Linked DNA regions of Gossypium hirsutum: region 1 is linked to region 2. The links are chromatin contacts, called in public Hi-C maps. All regions are on one chromosome and are shown on one strand. The core of a region is the stretch at or near the end of the contact, and the rest is flanking DNA. Distances in the headings are between cores, read along the strand shown. Region 1 holds the start of LOC107893151 (5-methyltetrahydropteroyltriglutamate--homocysteine methyltransferase). Region 2 holds the start of LOC107893144 (FH protein interacting protein FIP2).

Evidence for each region. A called contact is a pair of places that touch in the nucleus more often than the background predicts.
Region 1: a Hi-C map of leaf shows a contact between it and region 2, with 2.5 times the contacts expected there. The contact joins the promoter of LOC107893151 here to the promoter of LOC107893144 in region 2. A contact is called at or near these places in 9 of 34 Hi-C or Micro-C datasets (callus, hypocotyl and leaf).

Annotation. Positions count from the first base shown.
Region 1 is chrA13:102,073,712-102,077,493 of Gossypium_hirsutum_v2.1, reverse strand. It overlaps LOC107893151 (5-methyltetrahydropteroyltriglutamate--homocysteine methyltransferase), which reads right to left and starts at 2,148. Exons shown (of 12, transcript XM_016818075.2): 1 at 2,000-2,148; 2 at 811-1,163; 3 at 630-717; 4 at 167-294; 5 at 1-80. The coding sequence starts at 1,160.
Region 2 is chrA13:101,935,959-101,940,205 of Gossypium_hirsutum_v2.1, reverse strand. LOC107893144 (FH protein interacting protein FIP2) reads right to left here and starts at 2,234. Exons shown (of 11, transcript XR_001682738.2): 1 at 2,034-2,234; 2 at 1,538-1,647; 3 at 671-805; 4 at 237-359. It overlaps LOC107893146 (a long non-coding RNA gene), which reads left to right and starts at 2,436. Exons shown (of 5, transcript XR_001682741.2): 1 at 2,436-2,684; 2 at 2,931-2,978; 3 at 3,098-3,160; 4 at 3,279-3,592; 5 at 3,702-3,895.

The sequences.
Region 1 (3,782 bases), core at 899-3,398, 140 kb before region 2:
AGTCAAGATCCAAGACAAGGGTCGGTTCATCAAACTGAATCCAGGAAGCACCAGCTGCCTTAAGCTCAGATATAACTTCCCTGTAAAGAGATTCCATGTTAATAATGGCAAATCAGAGCAGTTAAATCAATAATAACTTGAAGACATAAAAAGAAACAACTCTTACTTGTAGATAGGGAGGATTTTGGGGAGGAGGGAGAGAAGAGAAAAGGTCTTCTCAACACCCTTTGCAGGTTTAGAGAGCAACAAGTATGAGACAGGGCCGATAAGGACCGGGACTGTGTTAACTCCAAGCTGCATGTGGAACAGATAATCAGCACCCAAGTTTCATGATAAGACTAATATCAACAAATAAGAACTAGAAAAACATAGCATACAATCAAGCAGGTCTAAGTAATCACTACTCCGAATCTCACTCGAGCATTCTCAAAAAATTAACTCTTAGAGAGCTATGAACTATTACTTGAATCTAATCCCAAATTCAGACAACCATTTTTTTACTGCATTTGAACTTATAAATCCTACTAGGCTAACTGTTCTAATTTCCTAAGCTATTAGCATTAGAATACATGAAAAACAAAATCCACTTTGTTATCAAGTGTATATATATACAGATTCGGGGAACATACCGCCTTAGCTTCCTTGTACTCATCCACTGCCTTGTGAGATGCATAAGAGAAGTTAACATCAGGTCCCAATTCAGGAACAATGAAGTGGCTGAAACAATAAATAGAGTACAATTTAAGTTTTAGTATCATAAAACTCGGCAATCAGTCAATAAGGTAATGAAGACCAATGATGGCAACTTACTAGTTGGTGTCAAACCACTTAGTCATTTCCATTGCAGGGACAGAGGCATTTCCTCTGGCCATGGAGAAGTAAGTGTCAAATCCGATCTCACCACCACTCCAGCCGTATCTAGGTGGAACAGCTCCGAGCATGGATGTGGCATCGAGCACCTGGTCATAGTAAGAGAAAGCATTGCTGGGGATGTACTTGATCCCAGCATCAGACATCTGTTTCCAGATGGATGACCTGAGATCAGCAGCAACCTTTTGCAAATCCTCGGCACTGCTCTTCTTATCCCAGAAGGATTCCAAAGCAAACTTAAGCTCTCTCTTTGGTCCCATACGGGGATATCCAACAATGTGGGAGGCCATTTTCTGAATCATTTAAAATAAACAGACAAATTCAGCTTTATTATATAGAATTCAAATCTAAAAAGATTATAAATTTATATGTCTTATCTATATCCCTGAACTGAAAATTCAATAGAATCAAAGCTCAAATCCATGATAAACCTGCAATGCAGCATGGACTGATAGATCCAAAGCTTACTTCGCTTTAGATCTATAGCAAGAAACTAATGGTAACAGTCTCTAGATCTATAACTTCCATGACAAAAAGATTGGATCTAATTGAATTGCTTTCAAGACGGACAAAACAGAAAGATACGCTGAGGAAACAGATCAAATACTAAAACTAACCAATAGATCTGACCAAAAAAAATAGACAAATTCTTTAATGATTCCAAAAACCCAAGTTGGATAGACAGCAAAAAAGAGGCTGATCAAAGCTTATACTTTCTAGTAGATTTAAGCAAGACTTTTTTCTTTTTTCTTTTTTTCGAAAATGGAATTTTTAAACCATATCAAGGGAAACCCAGAATGAAAACCGACGGGTATAGTTCAAATGCTGGCACACATCAGCAGATCTCAATCAAAAGTCCAATTTTAGTAATGTTTTGTACAAAACCCAAGTAATAAATGGGAAGTTCAAATCATATTAATGAAAACCCAGAAAGAAAATCATCAGGGAAAGTAGGAAAGCTGACAATTGACAGTAGATCTCAGCATAGGGAGACACAAATCTTTAAATGTTTTAAAGGAAAAAATTTGATTCAACTTCAAATTTTTGGCAAGTTTAAATGATTAATTAGAATTAATTAAATTGAATAATAACAGAGCAGCCATGACTTAAAAGAGGAGCCGAACAGCACCTTAATAGAAGGAACTGGTAAGAAAATCTAAAGAACCCTTTAGATATAGAGAGAGAGGAAGAAGAGGCACGATTTGTGAGAGCGGAGGTGCTGCCCTTTTATAGCCAAAAATATGGTGGCCGCTCCATTTCAATGCCCCAAAAAAATCCCAGATTTTTATTTTCTTTTTTTAGTTTTTTATCATGAAAATGGAAAATGTAAACTAAAGCCTACGCGCGCCTCTTTCTTGATTTTCGCGTGGGATTGTTTTCAACGAAACACGTATTCTCGTCTTACTTGGATTTTTTTTTATTTCATTTTTCAGCTTAGTTTTTAGTTGGAGTATAGTGGTAAAATCATATAAATTTTGATTCTATTTTGAAGTCAACTTATTTTAAGTTTAATTCAATTAATTTGTACTAACTCATAGATTAATTTATTTTTTTATTTTTTTCCAAAATTCAACTAATCTATTTGATTCAAACATTATTAAAAATAACCTAATAATTTGTCTTTATTTTTAGTTAATGCTGAAATTTTAATCAAAAAGTTGGGCACATATAGTAGAATAATATGAGAGTCACATTTGAGTTAACGGTAAGCAAAATCTAATTTAATTTGAAAAAATGTTTTTTTGAATTTTAAGTTTATTAAATAGAGTTTTTTTTTCAAATCAACTGGAATAAGTAATTTTATTTTTTAAATTTGATTCGAGGTAAATTTTACAATTTAAATATCAATTTGATGTAAATATCTTTTGTGACCTTGATAGTTTTGAAAATGAGTAAATTAGTTCATCTCAAAATAATTATAAAAATTTAAAATATTTATAATTTTTTCCAAAATTTTATAAATATATATTAAAAAATAAAATTACTAAAAAATCTTAAAAATATGTAAGAATGCTAAATTATATTTTTTTTAAATCCCAAATGATAATGTTGAGGCCTTAAACAAGTAAATTGTCAAATCAAGCTTATCATATTAATTATCCTTTTTTTTTCTCTTAATTTATTTTAAAAGAGTTTTTAAATATGTATGGTATACATGATCTTTAAGTTGGAATTTAATAATATTACCAGCAAGATTTATGGTCGGTTTAATTTTTTGAATTTAACTTGAACAAATTTATTCGATTTAACTTGATTAAGAAAAGTTTATAATCAAGTTAGAATGATTAAATAAAACTCGTCAATTTGACTAACTTGAAATTTTTCATTTGGTTTAACTTAATCCGACCATATACTCACCTCTTTACCTAATAACAAAAGTATTATGTTGTAGTCGTAAAAGCTTAGGTTTGATATTAAGTAACCCCACTCCTCACCTCCAATTATAAAAACAAAATGTTGTATTGAATTACGCCATGTGTTAAAAAAAGTGTTATTAAATCTTTTATTAATATGAATATCGAGTTTAATCTTTAAATATTTTTTGTATAAAATATTATAAAATTTAAGGAATTTTATTCTTAATTTTATAATAAATTCAGTTTCAGTAAATTAAAGATATTTATTATCAAATACTTGTTATATTTTAATATTTAATTAAATCTATTAAATTGATAGATTAAGTAAAATCCATACCACATAAAAATCATTTTTTGTTTAATGGTTTTATTCTAAAGTGTATAAAAAATAGGAGTCACATATTCTCGTGGGCTCACACTTCCTTTCTTTTTTTTCTTTTACTTTCTGTATACTAAATGATTGATGAAATGTGGATAAGATTTTTTTAATTAGTAATTAGAATATATGTAGAAATAAAACTTACATGAAATTTAAATTCAGTATAAATATATATA
Region 2 (4,247 bases), core at 985-3,484:
AAGAAAATGCCACAAATAACCACCATCATCATGGATCAGCGAAAATGAGAAAACTAGTATTAGATCCAAGAGGCATGCACAAAAGCTACAAACAGAAGACCAATGAGACCGGGTCTCGCTTCCTGCGAACAAGGATTCTACTTCTCGAAAATATGAGTTTCCCACAAGATTTTGTCAAAAATTTGGGGTCAGAAATTATTTGCCAATTTAGAGAGATCAAGGCCAGAAAGGTTAACTCCTCGAAATTTAACTCGTTCAGACTGTATGCACTTGATGATATCGGTACGCGTCAATTCTGCTGGAGACTTTTCATCTTCCTTCCTCTTATTAAGAACAGAACTGACTCCTTCTATTAATCCCTGAATCATATCACATAATACCGTCACTGAACAAAATTTCAAGAGATCATACCATGGGCTGCAAATAACAAGCACCACTCTCAAACAACGGCCTATGACCAAAACTATAAGGTGGCAGTGGGCAAGGGGTGGTCAACGCATAAACCATTGTGATCTATATAGATCACTGTATTTGGTAAGGCATTCAGTGACCCAACAGTGCAGTGATCTTAAATCATTGAGAATTATTAGAATTGCACATTAAATATATGAATTAAGAACTTGGTTTCTGTCAAATAGCTGTTGATGTTTCCCATAACAATATGACTTACGAGTAGCTGGTAATATTCTGCCTCTCGTATAAGCTCTGAATATTCAGAATCTGTCAATGTCGGTACAACGCCATCCCTTAACCAGTTTAGAATATGCCTGAAATGCTTTCCATCTCTGTCAACAAAGACATATCCCTGCAAGAGTATTGAGGAATATGACTATCTGCACTCAAACAAAGTCGCTTCACAAAAATTGATATGAAAAGCACATATATCTTATTTCCCTTATCCTCCTTTTGAGGTTTACTGTAAATAAATAATGTGCTGGTGGAAAACAAAACAAGTTTGCATTGCTACTCAAAGAAACATAACTATCAAGAACCAAAAGTTCAGTGCTATCAGTAGTATGTTATCATGATCTAATCAAATGCCTGCAATAATACGTAAGGTTTAGTCAATAAAAAGCTATAATTACCACTTGCATTTTGTGGTCAATGTCTTTTCTGGAAAGTGAAAGTAACATCAAGACCTTGAAATTTTCTGAAATCTGATATGAACTGTTATTACGTGAATCGAATACAATACAACACGATTTACTGATTCTTAATAATTTGTTAGACAAATAATATAACTAGCTTCAAGCCTATCATGCATGATAAATATAACATACACAACACCTGTATCTAAACTACTGCAAAGGTGAAAATCAAATCCTTCAAGTAAACAGAAATCTTTATGCCGAAATTAGAAAAAGTATATCGCACCAAACAGAAACAAATAGAAAAGGCTGAACTTCTTTTTCAGCCACATTTCCCAACGAAAACAAAGATACATCCCCTAAGAATGCAAAGGAAACTGCAGAATATTACTCGTAAGTCCACATAACAATAATGGTATGTGTACGCAAAGGAAAAGAACAGTATATACCTTCTCAGAGTCCTGATACACTGTATGTCGACTGCTAAACACAGCAGCCAGCATAGAATCTGGCTCACGCCGAGTTAATGTATCAATGGTAGTACAAAATTTCTTCCCTCCTGCACATCAAATTTTCATTCAAATGAAGCTATAGCTTTAAATTTAAACTAAAACTAAATTAGTTACAAAATTCAACTCCACAATCTTTTTACATCAAAAACAACTAAAACTTAAAAGATAAGTGACACCCAGAAAAGCAAATGCAGCAAGTTCACATGTACGCACATCAGGTTCCTGATTCAGAAAATGCCCAATTCAGAAAATCAAACAAAGGTGTTTAACTTAAACCATTAATCAAAGCTGAAGAGCTAAGAGAAAATTTTGGGGTTTTCTTGTTTATTAATGAACCGATCGAAAAGTCTTTTAACTTTTTACTAAATTAAGCAACTGGCTGGGAATTGATGAAAGATTATGTAGAGATTACTTGAAAAGCAGAGAATTTTACCGATGCTGAGTCGAACAAGCGTAGGCAAATTGGAATCTTCCATCAGAAAAGATGAAATGAAAATCATCAAAATTAAATGACTTGTTGCAGCAGGCAAGCAAGCAAGCAAGCAATTGTTTGGGGGAATGCTGCCATTGCCGTGGGCTCCCTAAGTTTGTCAAATGGATCTTCCGTTGGGTATTTAACTGGTTTTGTCGGCAAGCATGGCCCATGGGTCGAATCTTGATTCGGGTCATAGTGAGAGCTGTCCCAGGATCCGGTTCTGAAAACGGATTTTATGGATTTGGGTCTCCTGGATTTATATATAAATAACTAGTCTTTTTTTACCCCTACAATTTACAGACTGATTCGTGTCTAAATTAATAATATTAAATAAACTTAAAACATGCACCAAAACAAACAAATTAAAAAAACTAAACAGAAAATTAATATAAACTTCCAGTCTGATCACAGCTAGAATCCAATTAGCATATCCGTAATTAATGCACCGATTCTAGTCCCTAAAAAAGCGATTTCCAAACCCATCAACTATCCCACTTTCCCTTTTTTCTTTCTACGCAAATACCACCTATCGAACAACCCTCAGTCAGGTTCTCTTCTTCTCCACAAATTCACCTCCGATGTTTCTTGCTCAGGGACCCTTCTGATCAGGTATGCTCGCAAATCTTCTTTCATTGCCTCTTTAGCTAAGTTATGAGCCATAAGATTTGTAGATCTGTATGTATGTTGAAAGGTTATTTGGTGAAAAGATTACTTTTGCTGCTGAATGTTCTGTATTATACCCCCAATCACCGATTTATCAGTCTTATCTAATTTACTTTTTTTTATTGATACTGAGTCTCATTCGATGATAACTAATGTGAACCCTATCTGTTTTCCCATAACCACTGCTTGGAGGCAATGGAACCAACTGGTGGGCACCAACACATAGACTTGTGCCTCGTGGTAAAATCCCGAACCTCACACCCCTCCAGTTCCTTAATATATCTCTGTTTATCCATGTAGCAACTTCTGGGCCCGTACTTTTCTTTGCCTCGTGTAATCCTTTGTTTTTGTCCTTCCAGATCGCCCACAAAGGGCAACAAAATACTCGACATTGAATGCTGGAACTATTCTTGAACACTCAGGTAAGTCTCTCCCAGTGTAACAAAATCAAATCCGTTAATACCCATTCCAGATTCAAATTAATCCAAACTTCTTGCGTCATTGGGCATTCTCTGAAGATATAATTAATGTTTTCAGCAGTTACTCCACATTTGGGACATACTACCACCGATAGCAATCTCTTACACCGAAGATTAACAAAATGATGAATAAAATTCCAAGAAATTTTCCAGATTAGGATTTTAATTTTCCCTGGAATATGAATATCCCACAAATTTTTGTAAAATAAATTAGCCTCAGTCTTTAAATAATTAGGAAGAAAGCCATGTAAAAATTTGTAAGCACTTCGCACAGAGAATTCCCCAGAGGCCTCTCCCTTCCATACCATGAAGTCCGTATGAGGTTCCATTGCTACGGGAATTCGCACAATTCTATTTGCCTCTTCTCTAGAGAAGGTAGAATAAATTAAGTCAAACTTCCATTCTCTCTTTTGTTTATCAATAAGATCCACCACTTTATTGAGTTCACTGTCATTCCTAATTGATTTTGCCTTTTAACTTACAGATCAAAGGAGCCACGCATCAGCAGCAATTTAAATATTCTAGCCCGTTCCCACCCTCCAACAAATCCCAGTCTTTAGCAATCCTTTAGCTGCCCATACACTCTTCCAGATATATGAAGGTAGTTGTCCTAACTCAGTTGGAATGTACTTAGCCTTTAGAACTTTCATTAATAATGAATCTGGATAATTAAGAATACACCAACCTTGTTTAGCTAATAACGCAACATTAAATTTGGATAAACTACGGAATCTCATACCCCCATTCTCCTTAAGATTGCAAAGTTGTTCCCAACCATTTTCGCCCTTGTCCTTTTTCCCACCAAAATTGATTCATTATGCTATCTGATTCCACACACAAAGACTTTGGAAGTAAAGAACAGGCCATAGTGTAAGTGGGTATTGCTTGTAAAACAACTTTAATAAACACTTCCTAACCTCTTTGAGAAAGGAATCTCCCATTCCAACTCTCAATCCATTACCTCATGCGATCCTTTAAGAGCTGAAAAGAAACTTTTTTTATTTTTCCCCACAACATTCGGCAAACGAAG